Regions from separate parts of the Mus musculus genome. Here region 2 is linked to region 1. A link is a contact called in public promoter capture Hi-C data. All regions are on one chromosome and are shown on one strand. The core of a region is the stretch at or near the end of the contact, and the rest is flanking DNA. Distances in the headings are between cores, read along the strand shown. Region 1 holds the start of Dubr (Dppa2 upstream binding RNA). Region 2 holds the start of Nfkbiz (nuclear factor of kappa light polypeptide gene enhancer in B cells inhibitor, zeta).

Region 1 (3,558 bases), core at 65-2,564:
GCAACAAGCACTCATGAGGAAGAAGAGATAGGATGAGGCTCTTTTACAGTGCAGATGCAAAAGGGACTACGCTATAAGCAAGACATGTAAGCATCCTATATGGAAAACACTAGAAAGTCTTGTTGAATGTCACAGAACTGGATTTTCAATAAAAGGAAAGATAAATTCCGTTCTCCAATGGGAAAGCACATCAAATTATTCTCCGTTTCTCCAAAAGTATTTTAATGAAGCTATATTCTATTGTTTATATGGGAAAAAATAATGTAAAAGCAAGCCGCAATGAGGCAGGCCTAAGCCCTTTCAGACATTGCAATACGCTGCACAGACTACAATTAAAAAGGATAAATTTCGAATATGACAATATCTAATCAATGTGGAAAAGAAAAATTATATAGATCAGGACTCATGTACAGTGTAGAAATTGACATAGGTGGTATCTCACATCCCTAGAAGTAAAGAGGAAAAGGAATTTTATAAAGTTATCTTGTTAGAATAGGTAGACAGTCATTTGAAAACCGAAAAATCATCTAGGTAAAATTTCCACCAGTCTTACCAATATGCAGAAACAGTCAAATAGAGAGAGTGAAGGATACTCTGGGAGGAGACCCATCCTAGTCAATGTCAAGAAAACAGCAAAGAGGGGGTGGAGAACTGAACTAAATGGAATGAAGACCGATAATTGACATCTAAATGTGTTATGTAATCAACTTAATCCTAGATTTAAATTCTACCAACAAACGATAAAGTAAAAATTGAATATTTTTTGGAACAACTGAGGAAATTAAATCATATTAACTCTATCAGATAGAGGTTACTAAACTTGTTACATTTCTTGACCCCTGCTGTATTTTAAGCCTGTAGTCAAATATGGGCACATACGTAGCAGAATTCGAGTATATTCTTGTTGCTCAGAATCAGGGAGATAAGAGGGGTGGAGATTGAAGCTGCCACCCAGAGACTAGAAATCGGGGATGCTGCAAAATACTAAGTCACTTCACCTTATGGACACATTGTATGATCACCTAGCCCGAATCTCTACCACCACGGGTGCTTGAGAAACCCCGATGGAGAAAAATCGCTTATTCTGAGAAACTAGGTTGAAGCACAGGATCTCGCCGCTTACACAGGTCTAGTATGGATGTTATCTCTGGGGGAAGGTAGACACTGTTCACAACTAATTCAGAATCCAGTGTGTGTTCTTCCGCCCACAGCACCAGCGGCGACTGGTTCCTAGCCGCAGCTCAGCCAGCAGCCAAAGCTAAGCGGTGGGCGTGACCTGCTCTGTGGGAGGAGCCTTAAGGTAGGCGGGACGTGGACCGGCACCGCGCGTGCGTAGAGCTGTCAGCCGCACCCAGGCCGCGCTTCTAGCAAAGTTGCAAAGCAACGGGCAGACCTGTCAGAACGGTGAAGATCCCGGCGATGGAAAAAAGGCGAAACTGCTCCGCGTAGGCTGCTCGGAGTGGCATCGCACCTTGTTCGAGTCCGAAGAAGTTCCCGCTTCTCTAAGCCGGCTGAAGGGATGCGAGTCTCCTCTTGTCCCAACGGGACTGTGTCCTGACACAGAGTGGACTCCGCCCCAAGAGTGCGAGCGTCCTGAGCGTTCAGGGCATCCTGAGCCGCGGAAGGCATCCGGCCACACCCCGCTCTTTACCCGCCAACGCCAGCCCAGGTAAAAAGAAAAAAACTTTACGTGCTTTAAGATTCCTCTGGAGAGTCGCCAATTAGAGAGTTACCAGTTCTGTGACCACCCCACCCCCGCCCCCCAGGAAGAGCGAAATCTGTCACGTACTCATCTTTCACAACCTTGCATAGGAGGAGGAAACACCCACTCACGGCCGCCGGCCTTAAACGCTTGCAGATTTGCGATGGCAGGCAAATCCTTCACTTTCTGGGAGCTGGCGCCGCGTCTCTGGTGCTTGCAGAAAGGATCCAGTTTCTGTAAGGATGCCCAGGCTTCGATTGCACCTGGTTCTGAACACCAGCCCAGGAATCCCACGTACCTGTTTGCGCCTCCTCCCCTGGCCGGTTACCAGTCAAGACCGCCAGGAACCTCTTAGAACAGTAGCCAAACCGGCTAGTCTTTTATTCTGAATCGGTCACTTTCCGTGGCTAGTAAAGTCCAACACTTTGGATAAATTGGCTTAGTGTAAAAAGGTAAACTATTGTGTTTTGATAATGTCTCTTTTGCTGTGATATGTCCAGTGTGATCATTTAAAACATACTGAAAAGTGTATAGAAGAATGTTGAAATTCTACATAATCCCAACAAACTTAAAACAACTTGAAAAGCTTTATGTATGCTTTTAACCCTCTTTTTTTTTCAGTGCTCACTTGGTAAGACCACTTACTGAACAACTAGGTTGTTGAAGCTGTTTAACATTTGTTGAAAAACAGCACAGAAAATAGTATGCCGATTACAAATGCAGTTCAGTACTTAAACAAACATACTCTGGCAACAGTCTAGATGATATAATCTAGTACAAGCCTCCTTCATCGCAGTCCGTAACAAAGAAAGCACACTCATGCTAAATATAGACACTGCCTTAGCATTAAGTATTCTAATTGTTCTTTCTGTCATAATAGTTATCCATCCAATAGTCTGCAGTGCCCTGCTCCTTTCATTCCACACTGTATTTGAGTTTATGCATGCTGTTTCACGCAATTGGGTCGTTTAAAAATATTCTTTTACTCTTATGTTGTGTGGTCTCCAGTGTTTTGGATATACACAAAATATTGTATTAATAATGGTAATAATGAGATATGGTTCAAGCCATACAATTCATCCATTTAAAGTATGTGATTTGGGTTTTTTTTTATATTCACTTTGTGGGACCATAACTATCAGGTCATAGATGCCCTCCAAAGATAGCCCTTATCCCTCAAGCCCCAAACAACCGACAATCTTGCCTATAGACTTGCCTGTTGGGATCATTCTCTAAAAGTCCAATCGTGTAGTAAGCAAATAATGTGTGGCCAATTTCCCTTAGTGATACTGTACATTTATCTCCAGGTTTCGTGTTCTTACAAATAGTGCTCACATGGGTAAATATTAATCTTACCTGTTGTCACATGAATACACCTCTCGATATATATGCCTGTATGTTGAATAGCTCAGACATCTCCTGTGCTTACAGTTAGAGTTACAGTGCGAGCTTTTCATGTGTACTGTTACACTAGCCTGGTCTGATAAGAATTCTCAGTATTCCACCTTCCCCAACATCCGGTGGTTGTATAGTGTTAATTTACAAAAACCTCTGTTAACTGATGGCAGAATCATGCCATTATTAACCACTAATATATCCTCTTTAGTAAAGGGCTCTTCAGCTGTGTCTATTGATTGCCAGTCACACTTGACTTCAAACTTATAAATTCTGACTGTGCTCCACCACCAAATGCATTTTTCTCCTCTGCAGTTTGTATTTTAACTCTCTCACTGTTAGATTATTATAAATGTGTAGTTCCCCCCCCCCCCGGTAAATTGAGTACCTTGGCTAAGCTATAAATAATCATTTCCTACCCACAAGGTCACAAGAATGTTCACCTATAGCATCCTCTTATG
Region 2 (3,652 bases), core at 328-2,827, 5.1 Mb before region 1:
CCTCACCTCCCCATATTTGTTTATTTCCAGAAAACAAGCAGCTGTGCGAACGGCAAGGCGTCATTGATATTAATTTTAGCTGTGCTTTTAGTCATGCTCCACACCTGCCTAGCCCTGTAGCACCTGTGGGCTGCCTGCTGCTTACCCCCGTCAGCAATGCTAGATTTGTGGATTCTGCCTAGCAGAGCCATTTACTTACGTAATGATCTAGTTATTTCTACTTACCTCTTTGCCACTATCTCTTCTTCTAGGTCACTTTTTTTTTCCTTCTTCTTAGGCCACTAGGACTCCCCTCAGTCTCATCTTCTCTAAAACTGTTTCATTTCTGCCAGCTTCAGATTCCCTCACGTTAAAGTTCTAGTAACTTCGCTGGTCCCTGTAGGTGCTCCGCTCAGGTTACCTTTCACATTTATGCTATTTTCCCTTTGGCAGTCCTAAAAGGCACTGCGGATTCTTCCCTGACTCCTGGCCTTAATTCTTGGCAGATGATTTTCCTGCAAACGCTTTAGGGCCATCCTTTAGGGCTCATCTCATTCTTTGCGAAGACTTCCCCCTTCTCCCCCTCTCCACAAGAAAGTCTCTTTTTAGGCTGTTCACTGAACTTTGTACCTCTCACGATGTTTAATCATAGTCAGTTTCTTTTCATCGGTGTGTGTATACCTTATCCCCACGTGTTAAGATGTTACTTGAAAATTTAGACTTAATCATTCATTCTTTCTCTCCCTTAAAAATAAACTTCCCTTGACGGTTCGCTAGTTGGATTTGCGGCGGAAGTATAAACATTGAAAAAAGTATTCAAGGTAGAGGCATCAAAATCCCTGTGTTTATCAGGACTAGGTCAAGTTGTGCAGAATAAAACGTTACATAATACGTAAAAAATAATATAAAACATACAAAGAATATACACGCATATATGCGTATTCATCATTTTGCTAGAAGCTTTTTTCTAGTATTGAAGGATACGAAAGGGTAGTCATTGCTGTTTATTCTAATACTGTACTAAAAAAAAAAAAAAGATTGCTTATGGCCCAGATATGAAGTTAGAGAAACTGCAAGAGCTCTGAAATTGAGTCCAGGCCAGAAAGTCCGCGGGCAACCGCTTCCAGGTTTGGAGGCGGGCTAAATGTTGGAGGCAAGGGAGGAGACTGAACTCTGCACGCACCGCTCTGGCTTCCCACTCCCCGAACTGGGCGGACCTGTTCTTGCAGCAGCCCGGGGCTCCCGCTCGCCCCCGGGCATCGCAGCCCCTGCGCAGACAGCGGTTGCCGCGGACCCCGGGCCCCTGGGGATGCGGTGCGTCCAGCGAAGGCCAACCGGGGAAACTTGGAGCTGGCCCCGACGGGGGTTCGGGGCGCGGGTGCTAGCCGGGGTTTCCAGGTGAGCCGCCGGAAAACAACCGGTCGGCCCGGGCGGGGCGGGGCGAGGGCGGAGGGCACATTGCCTCATCCCGGGCATTTTACTGGAAACTAGACACATCCGGAGGCGGGGCGGGAGGCAGCCCAGGCGCCGCCTCACCGGGCGGAGCGCGGAGGAGGAGGTCAGTTCATTTAAATAGCCCGGTCCCCTCCGGGCGCGCACGTACTAGTCGCTCTGCCGCAGCCAACCGCGTAGCCATCCGGTGGCGCAGGTGTCTGGGGACCCCGAGCGCCTAGCCTGGGAGCATGATCGTGGACAAGCTGCTGGACGACAGCCGCGGCGGAGAGGGGCTGCTGGACGCGGCCGGCGACTGCGGCCTCATGACCAGCCCGCTCAACCTGGCTTACTTCTACGGCGCCTCGCCTCCTTCCGCCCCCGGCGCCGGCGACACCGGCTACCTGTCCGCCGTGCCCTCCGCGCCCGGCTCGCCCGGCTCCGACTCCTCCGATTTCTCCTCCACTTCCTCCGTGTCCTCCTGCGGGGCCGTGGAGTCCCGTCCCAGAGGTGGCGCCCGCGCCGAGCGCCCTCAAGGTACCCACCCGCGAGATTCCTTGCCCCTCTATTCGGGGTTCACACGCTGGGAGGATGGGGAGGGACTTCCCTCCACCCCCCCCCCCCCCCATAGTCGAGACGTTAAGCGGCCCCTGTGACTTCCTTAGCGGCCGGACAGACGCGAATAGTCATGAGTGATTAGATGCCTTGTCCTGATTCTGGCACGTTGTCCTTGCCTAGACCTCTGCGGAGTCCAGCGCCCAAGGGACCCTGAGGGCTAGCGCGCTGGCTTCCTGGAAAAGAACTTGAGAGCCTCGGATTCTCTTTTCTTCCATCTCATAACCTTTTCCCTTTTCACTTCTCCCCCGACCTCCGAATTCAAGAACCTCTGAGAAATTATAACACTATTATGAGGTTTTTGGAGCTGATGGAGAGAGATGTAGTTTCCTTCTTGTAACTCTTTCAGTGAGAAGCAGTGGCAGAGGGTAAAGCGTTGGGAACTGGATTTTTAAGACACCCGTATTCCTAATCTATTTGTAGGGATGAATCAAAGAAAACCCACTTTTCGGGACGTAGAGGAAAGCCTGGTTCAGAAAAGTGATTTAGTGTTCTGCGCTTAGTTTACGATGTTGGCGGTTCAGAGGCCTGCTCAGAATTCTGATTTTCTCTGTGTGCTTGAGAATGGAAAAGTTACATCTAGCGAAGCCCTTTCTTTAGCTGCGGGTTGTATGGTTTCCTTTCTTCACGAACCGAGTTGCATAATTTGGGGGGGTGGGGGAGGGAGAAACAGGATGCAGCTGTGGGTAGATTTAAACACCGCCTAAATTTTCTCAGTTGTTGGAGCTTCTCATCGCAATTATTTTAAAGAATGACCCCTTGCTGTTCCTTAACACTGGCTACTCATAAGCTTTGGTTGTCTTTTATTTTTAAAAAGTTATTTTTTGATTTAAAACACTGTGCCTTAAGCCACAGTGTTGCCCACAGCTCCCTGAAAAGCGCGGTGTGCGTGCTTTGACAGCCCTTTCTGAAGTTTGTAGGCCCGTGGACATCTGGCTGAACCCATCGATTGTTTCTAGTTCTTGGTTTACCACACAAGCCATGGGAGATTCCTGAAAGTGCGTTTTCTTCTCCCTATGACGTGGGCATGGAAGTTTTAACTCTTGTCACTCCAGAGGAGTGCTGTTAGAGTCTGGCCATTGGGGTGTTTGTGGGAATTCCTGAACTTGAATAGAAAGGCTATTTAATCATTTTATTTGCCCTCGTCACTGTCTCTATGTCACACTTGTGGCACAGATAGCCAAATTATGCTTTGTTCTCCGTTCGTTTTCCTCTTTATGTTCCAAATATGTTCAATTCATGGACAAGAACTTGTTACATAGTTGTGGCACTCAGTAAATTCTAAAACTGCCTTCTGAAGTTCTAAGGTGAACAGGCCTGTTTCCGTTTTACTTAGAACGCCCATGTACGTAAGTGAGGGGGAAATCCTGTGTGTGTGTGTGTGTGGAAATGTGCTAAGTGAATTTAAGCAGCTTTCTTGGTACAAATTAATGAAGGGAATACTAAGAAATCTTAAGTCCCTATTGCTGACTTAAAGTTTGCCTTGGTGCCTTGAGAACTTTAGAGGAAGTTAGGTGAATGGCATACAGGTACTTTATAATTTCTATATGAACATAAAAGACCTTGTTTTAAAAACTACAAATGCCTCATTCTGCTCCAAGGACTTCTCAAAGTCAAGAATAGTTAT

Evidence for each region. Promoter capture Hi-C pulls out the DNA fragments that hold promoters and counts their contacts.
Region 2: a promoter capture Hi-C map of pre-B cells shows a contact between it and region 1. The contact joins the promoter of Nfkbiz here to the promoter of Dubr in region 1. A contact is called at or near these places in 3 of 39 promoter capture datasets (cranial neural crest, frontonasal cranial neural crest and pre-B cells).

What each region holds. Positions count from the first base shown.
Region 1 is chr16:50,730,529-50,734,086 of GRCm38.p6, reverse strand. It overlaps Dubr (Dppa2 upstream binding RNA), which reads left to right and starts at 1,314. Exons shown (of 2, transcript NR_028300.1): 1 at 1,314-1,669.
Region 2 is chr16:55,820,063-55,823,714 of GRCm38.p6, reverse strand. It overlaps Nfkbiz (nuclear factor of kappa light polypeptide gene enhancer in B cells inhibitor, zeta), which reads left to right and starts at 1,577. Exons shown (of 12, transcript NM_001159394.1): 1 at 1,577-1,947. The coding sequence starts at 1,662.